2 separate regions of the Rattus norvegicus genome follow, and region 2 is linked to region 1. Evidence: chromatin contacts called from public Hi-C data. All regions are on one chromosome and are shown on one strand. Each heading gives the region's core, a stretch centred on a gene start, on an enhancer-like site or on the middle of the called end of the contact. The rest is flanking DNA. Distances are from core to core; before and after follow the strand shown.

Region 1 (3,965 bases), core at 647-3,146:
CAGAGTGACTTTATACATTTATTAAGAGGGGACTGGCTAGAGTATGGAATATCTGTTCTATGGAACCTGAGTGTAGTCACTAAATGTTACAAAAAATGTTGATAAAGAAATATCTTTGATACACAAGAGGGAGAAGAAAGTTGTAGATCTTTGAGTTTACAAAAATTATCCCTTTAATTATCCGTCATTTAAAAATGAGTTATACAATGTATATTATAAAGAAATATGTCAAAATTTGCATCACTTTTGTCTTTATAAGTGGAACTGTGTAGTGGAGAGACTTAATATTTTTTTAAATCTGAATACCTCTGAATGAACTGCTTGAAATATAATGAATTGTAATTGTAAGGTAATTCATTATGCTTTGGAGGTATTTATAAGTTCTCAAATAAATTAACCCATGAGAAAAATTATCGAAGCTTCCAACTTTATATCTTAAAATGGTAGCTCTGTGGAATTTTGGTAATCTGGAAAAGCTTAACAGTCTGTTATAGAAGTATGGGATATATGGCAAACCCACTGATAGGTTGCTTAGATGATAGGAATTTCACCTAGGGGAAGTGGGAAGAAATTGCACTTCATTTCTCTGCTACTGAGATAAAAACTTCATACTAAAAGCTGTGAAAGGAAAAAACATCAACAAGGACTGAGACACAAATTAACCCCCAAATCCTATCCATTTACATAAGAGAACTTGCTGTGCTAAATTATATACTTAAAATGGGTGGGGAGTGGAGCTCGACTAAAAGAAAGGTAGTCTACGAAAGTTTGATTTTTGATCTCTATAGTGGAATTGAAGAAAACACCAAAATCAGGTAGATACAAAGTAGTTGTGATGAGTTTCAAAACCCTCTTTTAAATATTCTGTGAAGGCGGGAGTGCATTTAATTCTCTTTTTCCTCTTTCTCTTACGACTTAGGACGTAAGATTTCCCAGGCTCCAGGGTCAAATGATTCCTGAGATACACACATCCTTTCCCTTTGGAGAGGACTCCAAAGAGCAACCCGCAAGTACTGGAGAACAGTGACGTGACTAGTCTCCAACTTGGAAACCCGCCCCAAACTACATAAAACACCTTCCCAAAAACAAATTCAGCAAACTGAGGATACTAGTCAGGAAATAGCGCCTAATCACAGCATTACAATCACACACGTGCGACCCAGACCTGACCCACACCCACTCGTGGGCAAGTGCAAAGCACATAATTCCAAACCGGAACAAAGCAAAAGGAGCTTTCTCAGAGGCCGGGAAGGCAGTTCTTCACATTTTCTCGTCCCACCCAAAACAGCTTCAGCTTGGCAACCGCCCTCTGCCCCACCCAATCTCTGTGGGTTCCGCCCGCGGCTTTTTGCCTGGCATTGCCAAGGTGGTCTCCTAGCTGACCAGCTTCTAAGGTCTGAGCGGCTGCCAGCTGCACCCCGGGCACAGAAAAAGAAAGACAGATCACACGCACCCAAGGGACAGCGCACTCACCTTCATGATCGATGTGCCCGATTCCGCCGCGGACCCCGCGGACCCGGTCTTCCCGGGGGTCCACACCAAGCCCCTGGGCCTCTGGAGCAGCCATTACCTGAACCAGTTGAAAGGGGCGGGCCGCAGGCGGGGCGAAGCGGGGAGATAACCAATAAAAACGCGCCTGGGGTCGCATGCCGACCCACTGAGAGAGTTTCTACACGCCTGGGCTGTGCCGTCACATTTTGGACCAATCGAATGTGATGAGCCTAACTAGTTGCCCCGCCCCCAACCGCTGTAGCCACGCCCCCTTCCGGGCCCGGGAGAGTAAGAACTACAACTCCCGGCATGCCGCGAGGCAGTGGGGAGGCAGCGCTGGATGGGCGCTGACGGGCGGGGGTGCGCCCGCGAGTGCCCCGGCGTGTTCGCTTAGTTCAGTGAATCAGAACAATGACTGCGCCGCCGGGTCCCCGAGAGCGCGTCGCAGGGCTGTGAGCAGCCGCGGCCGGCAGAGCAGCGGGCGGCTCCGTCTCGTCCGTGTAGTGTCAGTGTCCGCTCGGGAGCCCCGGGAGAAGCCCCTGCCCAGCGCCGCAGCCCGCGCGATCTGCTGTGCTCCAGCGCCGCAGCTGCTCTTCGGGAGCCGTGCATTGTTGTGAGCCACTGGAGGGGCGCGGGGATTGCATAGCCCGGAGCCCCTCAGCGCCCTTTATAGCCATGTGGATACCTACGGAGCACGAGAAATACGGCGTGGGTGAGTGCTCGCGGGCGAACTTTTACCACGCTCCGGTCCTTGCCCCCACGCAGCTCGCTCCGCGCCAGGCTGCAAATGCCAGGTCTTGGCATTGCACAGCGGGTCCCAGGCTTGGCCACACCGGCCTCCGGCTGAGGGGCGCGCGCTAGGGTTTCGCTCCTCACTGCGCACTCGGCGCTTCTCGAACCCGATCCCGGAACGTCGGGACAGCCACTCCGGGCTCTGCTGGCAGAGTTTGGAGTGGCCGCGGGGTGTGTTGCGTGTCAAGTTAGAAGGGGAAGCCAACAGGATTTCTCTCCCTTCTACCCCTGCTGGCCCACGGAGGCAGAGAGCTGGCAGTGGGCTGCTAGGATTTCCCGGGGTGATGAGGGAGACTAGGAACCCGCAGCTAGAATACTCCCAAACAGTAGGGAGGCGCGAAGTCCCTGCGGTTGGGGTCGGCTTTCCCAGAGTGCAGAATGTGGCACCCCTAGCCCCTGTGACAGAGGGAGTCGGGACGCAGCCTCCTTTCTCCCTCGCCTCCCGGGTGTTTGGGGTGTGTGTTGTGAGCAGGGGGGGGTGGTAAATTTCAACATCTGTGCTGCTGCGCTCTTTGGTCCTTGGAGGGGAACCTAGATTTGGGCAGCGTTTTTACTTCTGGCCACCTTCTCTACCAGGGGATGAGCGCAGTGGGGGTCATAGAGGCCGGCTGGAAAGTGACAAGGGAGGGGAGAGTCAGAAAGCCTGGTTCTTAAATTCTGGGAGGCAGCTTTAGGAGAGGACTACCCTGGCACTGATTTGGGAGAGAAAAAAAAGAACAGGATAGCATTCACTGTTCTGTGCAAAGGTGAACAACAAAGGACATTAATGTTGACTGATGAATACAGGAGGCTCCCTTCCCTTCCCTTCCCTTCCCTCCTCCCTTTTCGGTAGGATTACAGTTCCCGTTTTTGTTGTTTGATTTCAGCTGGGTTCCCTCCATCCCCCCCAGTCCCCCCCCCCCCTTTGACAGTCACTCCTTTTAGGGTTGAGACTATTAAGAAGCCAGGCTCACTGACAAGCCCGAATTGGCCAAATGCAATTATAACCTCCCAGAAGGTCTAACAGAAAGAAAGCATTATAGATTTTACTGACAATCTTCATTTCCTATAATGCCCCGTCCTGCCGATTGGCATTCTTGTTTTTATTGTGGACGGACCTAGTAATTTGTATGATACAGAGACGTATTTATGTTCTGACTTCATTCTCCTGTAATTTAAAAAATCTGGAAAACCTTTCAAAGGAATCCTAATCACTGGAGATTTTACCTCCCCTACTTTGCCTAGGGATTGGACTTTATCTACTGAAGGGACTCTGATTAAACAAAGTCATATTTTACATGAGCTTCCTTCCTGGACTGTGACTGGTTAGTAAGACAATAGTTTGTCGTGTGCCCACCTTTGAGAAGGGTTTCCAGCTTCTAAGTCTAAGGGGAGCCCTTGCCAAAGGGCTCGCTCTCCCAGAGTGCTGTAGATAGAGCTTGTTTTCCTCTCCGTTCTCTCCTCCTTTTTGGGGATCAGATAACCCCTGCGAGGGAAAAGGCATTTCCTTGTCTGAGGGATGAGGAACCAGAGGGCATTGCCTCCTAGGCAGTCTTGCCACCTGGTGCAGGAACCTCAGATCCACCCAGGCAACACTGTCCGTCCCGCTTAGAGTCAATCCCAGGGGTTGTTTTCTTGCAAGTGTTAAATGATACAGATTATGGATGACATTTATTTTCTAGATTTCCTTATGTGCCAGGTCA
Region 2 (3,965 bases), core at 852-3,351, 360 kb after region 1:
TCCCCAACTCCAGTCATGGGTTTTTATTCTCTTTGTCATATAATCCTAACTTCTTTCTTTGGTTGCACCCCCAGAATAAGGAGTTTGTATGTCGAGGGCATGACTACGAAAGACTGGAGGCTTTCCAACAGCGAATGCTGAACGAGTTCCCCCATGCCATCGCCATGCAGCACGCCAACCAGCCTGACGAGACCATCTTCCAGGCGGAAGCTCAGTGTATCCATTCCTGACGGGCCCCGGTTGGGTGGTACCTGCTGTTAGCTGCAGGACATTGTCCTGGGAAGTGTTGCGGCCACTGCTCCCTTTTCAGTGGCCCCCCTCTTAGACTTCCTAGACCTGGCTGTCCTGGTTTTAGCTTGGTGCCTTCTGAACAGAATGTAACTGTTAAAATTGTTATCGCAGAGTCAGTTGGAAGGAAATCCCATAAACATCTGGTAAGGAACTTTCTCCCTTCTGATTGCCACTCCTGCAAATCGACACTTCTGAAGCTCTCTCTTACTGGATTTCCTATAGGACACGTTTTCTCTGACTTCCTACGGAAACTGCTTCAGTTCAAGGAAGTGGTAGCATTGCGTTCGTGACGGCACATCCTCCATCCCCACCCCCCTATTTTAATTATGGAGTAAGGGAAGGAAGAAAAAGAGGTGTTTCCAGTATTCTGGGAGGGAGGTGGTCTCAGCTATGACATTCTGGACTGACTTACTAATGGAAACACATCTCAACACAAAACAAACAATTAAAATGGAAACCTGTAGGCTTTAGACACAAAGGTAGTTCACCCATCAGTTCTTCCTAAATCTATCTGAAACCAGTGGTTTTAAAGAAAAACAGGTAAACTCCCAGTGGCTATTATGGATATATTTTCAAAGCAGAGCCTAAATGTAAGAGAAATAAATTAAAACTATTTCCTCTATTTCTCTGGGGAGGAAGTAACTATATGAAGAAAATAGTATTTAAAGTGGGAAGTACAACTAACCACTCGGCTTCTCCATACCTGGCTTTGGAGAATGGGTACCACACTTTAGAAGACTGAGGTCACAGCAACACGTGGCAGGTGCAGCTCCTTGTCAGTGTTCTGGTGCCTGCTTTTGGCCCCATATTACTCTAAATGAATTTTAGGAGCCATGAAGAGACAGATGAAAGTGTCTCATGTACAAGAGGAAATCATTCTGATTCTGAAAACCCAAGCCCAGCTGTCCCAACCCATCCCACTAATGCAAGCTGTCAATTCACAGGTTACAGAAACCCAGGCATATGTCCTGTCAGAGTCAAACCCCTAGGACTAGGTCAAGGCCTGAAATTGAAGGCATGCTTAGACGTGTGTTATTCATAGCTTCTGGGAAGTTTGTAAATGACTTCAGCTGGAATTGAACCACCAGACTGCCTTGCCATCTGACAAGCCAGGTTCCCTCCTTGACTCTTTAATCTTAGATTTACAGATATATGCTGTGACTCCCATTCCAGAGAGCCAGGAGGTGCTGCAGAGAGAAGGGGTTCCGGACAACATCAAAAGCTTCTATAAAGTGAATCACATCTGGAAGTTCCGCTATGACAGACCGTTCCACAAAGGCACAAAAGACAAGGAGAACGAGTTCAAGGTACCCTACAGTTTCTGACACATGCTGCCTCCTCAAATGCTTTCTACCTTAGTAAATAGTAACTGAGAATAATGCCATGTGACTGGAACAAAGAGTCTAGAATTCTTTTATCCTAGTAGCTTCCCAACTCTGCAGTATTTCCAAGTGATGGGGAACATTTTCTAAGCAAGAAGATCTTTGGTTCCCCAGGTCAGAAAGTCTGAGTAGATCTGCAAGGAGTTCCTGAATTTCCCTGTGGCAGATCCAATACCAGTGGTGCTTAGACCAACCCTTAAACTCAGGTTTGAACTCAGTCCTGGTGTCCAGTCGTGGTGAGCCATTGTGAGAATAGTCAGTGTATTGTAACATCAAGGATGTACAGAGTAAAGAAGAACCAAGGAACAGGCCAGGGAGAGCTGAGAAAAGTCCATGTGGGCACACTGTTGCTACAATGGAGATGCTCTGTTCTGTCCTTTGCTCTGGTCTTCATTATAAAAGTGTGATTAGGATTCTGAGATGAGGACCAGAGTGTATTCTAACCCTGGCATCTGCATGTACCAGGCTGCCTGCCCTCACCAGCTCCAATGTGCCTTGCTAGTTTAGCATGTTCCCAGTCAGAGTTCTCACAGCCCCACTGGGGAAAGGATATCTGAATATCTATTCAGAAATCACTTCTGACCATCCCTTTCCTTGAAAACCATGATATGGAAGACTAAACCCCAGTCACTTGGCATTCAAACCTGAACAAAATTGCAAAATGAGCTTATTCCCCTGGGAATGTTGCTTAGTATCTCTTTGAACAAATACTCAAGCCATGAGTCTCCTACACTATCAGTCTTACGTAATGCTGACCCACCCATGCTTGCCCAGTGGTTTCCCAGTGCTGCCAGGGGTTACTGCAGACAAGGAGCAGAGGGGGTAGCTTTGCAGAGTTCCAAGAGGACTGAATTTTAAAAATTGGCCTTTGTGGTAGATTTGATGTGCATTTACTGTGGCTCTCTTCAGAAATCTAATCACAAACTGCTCTAATGATACACACACACACACACACACACACACACACATATATATATATATATATATATATATATATATATATATATATAGTATGTATGTATCAGAGAGAGACTAGACAGCTATACCAGCAGCCTGTCCCTCTGGCCTCTTCTCTGGGCCTTCCTCCTCCCTGTGTATTGAACACTAAAGAAACCATTGGAAAACAACACTGAGATATTACTGAAAAGATCCACAATCATTTTCTAGTGCTTTCTGCATATTTCTGATTCTTGTTTCCTATTGCCAGGCCAACTAAAGCTCTGATTGGTTATGAGATAGTCCTTTCTACTTGCAGTGGCTCCCAGTCCTCAGACCTGGATGCACGAGAGCCATGCAGTTGACGTGCTCAGTCTCACATGCCCATGACCTTAGTTCCAGCCTTAGTGCTGGAACCCATGTCTTCCAGTGCCCCTCCTATTGCTTTTTCTATTGTACTGTATTTCTTCCTGGCCAACAAGTTAATGATCAGTGATACAGCTACCTAACCAGGGTGGGTAAGGTTAAATTAGGCTCCCCTTCCCTAGAATCTGACTCCAAACTGTGCCCCATCATCCCCTCTCCACTTCTTGGTCCGCCTACCCATCCCCCACGTTGGCTCGAGCAGCACCCGCCCTCTCTCTATTGGTTGCCGTACCCTCTCACAAGCAGCTCCAAGTCTGTGTAGGCAGCCTCCTGCCTGACAGCGGCCCCCACTCTCCTCCCGGTGAACTCTTCACCCTGTAAAATCCATCTGACTTGTCTACTGGTCCCCCACGGTGTCATGAGTACCTGCGTCCGATGCACACCGTGAGCATCTCTTTCACCCTTCTGAGCTCTCGTCAGCCTGCCTCCCTGGCATCATCAGAACCTCTCGAGCTCGTACCACATGGATTCTTCTGCAGTCATCTCCACAGCTCTTCCCTGGTCGCCTTCTCTTTAACCCCTCTGTAGTTTGAATAAATGGCGGGATTGCAGGAATCTTGTCAAGTTCCTGCTACTGTTAGCACACTAAATAACAGTGCTGAAATACAAGTTCCGAAATGGGTTAATAAAGGAAAAGTGTGGCCATGAGCAGAGGCATGTGTTTCATGTGTGTCCTGAAGGAGCTGGTTCCTGGTCAGACAGAGTACGACGCAAAGCACACAGATGCCCCTGAGTTACAGCAGTTTAGCTCATCACCACAAGGGTGGCTCTGTACATAGGACGATGGAGAGGAAATGAGGCTCTGGGTGTGGGGTCAAGTGCCAGCCCTTCTGGTAATGAGAATGTGGCTTTGAGGGGGTCAAGAGTCCTTCTAAAACTTAAAGATTCACCTCAAAATAGAAGGTTCAAGCCTTGCGTTCCTAAAGTCCT

What was found. A called contact is a pair of places that touch in the nucleus more often than the background predicts.
Region 2: a Hi-C map of mammary epithelial cells shows a contact between it and region 1, with 1.7 times the contacts expected there. The contact joins the enhancer-like site here to the promoter of Dock4 in region 1. A contact is called at or near these places in 3 of 12 Hi-C or Micro-C datasets (the Rat2 cell line, Schwann cells and mammary epithelial cells).

What each region holds. Positions count from the first base shown.
Region 1 is chr6:63,238,240-63,242,204 of GRCr8, forward strand. Dock4 (dedicator of cytokinesis 4) reads left to right here and starts at 1,897. Exons shown (of 53, transcript NM_001427091.1): 1 at 1,897-2,203. The coding sequence starts at 2,167. Zfp277 (zinc finger protein 277) reads right to left here and starts at 1,592. Exons shown (of 12, transcript NM_001399663.1): 1 at 1,474-1,592. The coding sequence starts at 1,567.
Region 2 is chr6:63,598,755-63,602,719 of GRCr8, forward strand. Dock4 (dedicator of cytokinesis 4) reads left to right here. Exons shown (of 53, transcript NM_001427091.1): 40 at 75-216; 41 at 1,432-1,598. Among named protein-coding and RNA genes, the nearest start is that of Immp2l, 200 kb to the right of the region's middle. Within about 2 kb of position 2,102, at least 5 of the 93 cell types and tissues checked have an H3K27ac peak or open chromatin away from gene starts, as enhancers often do.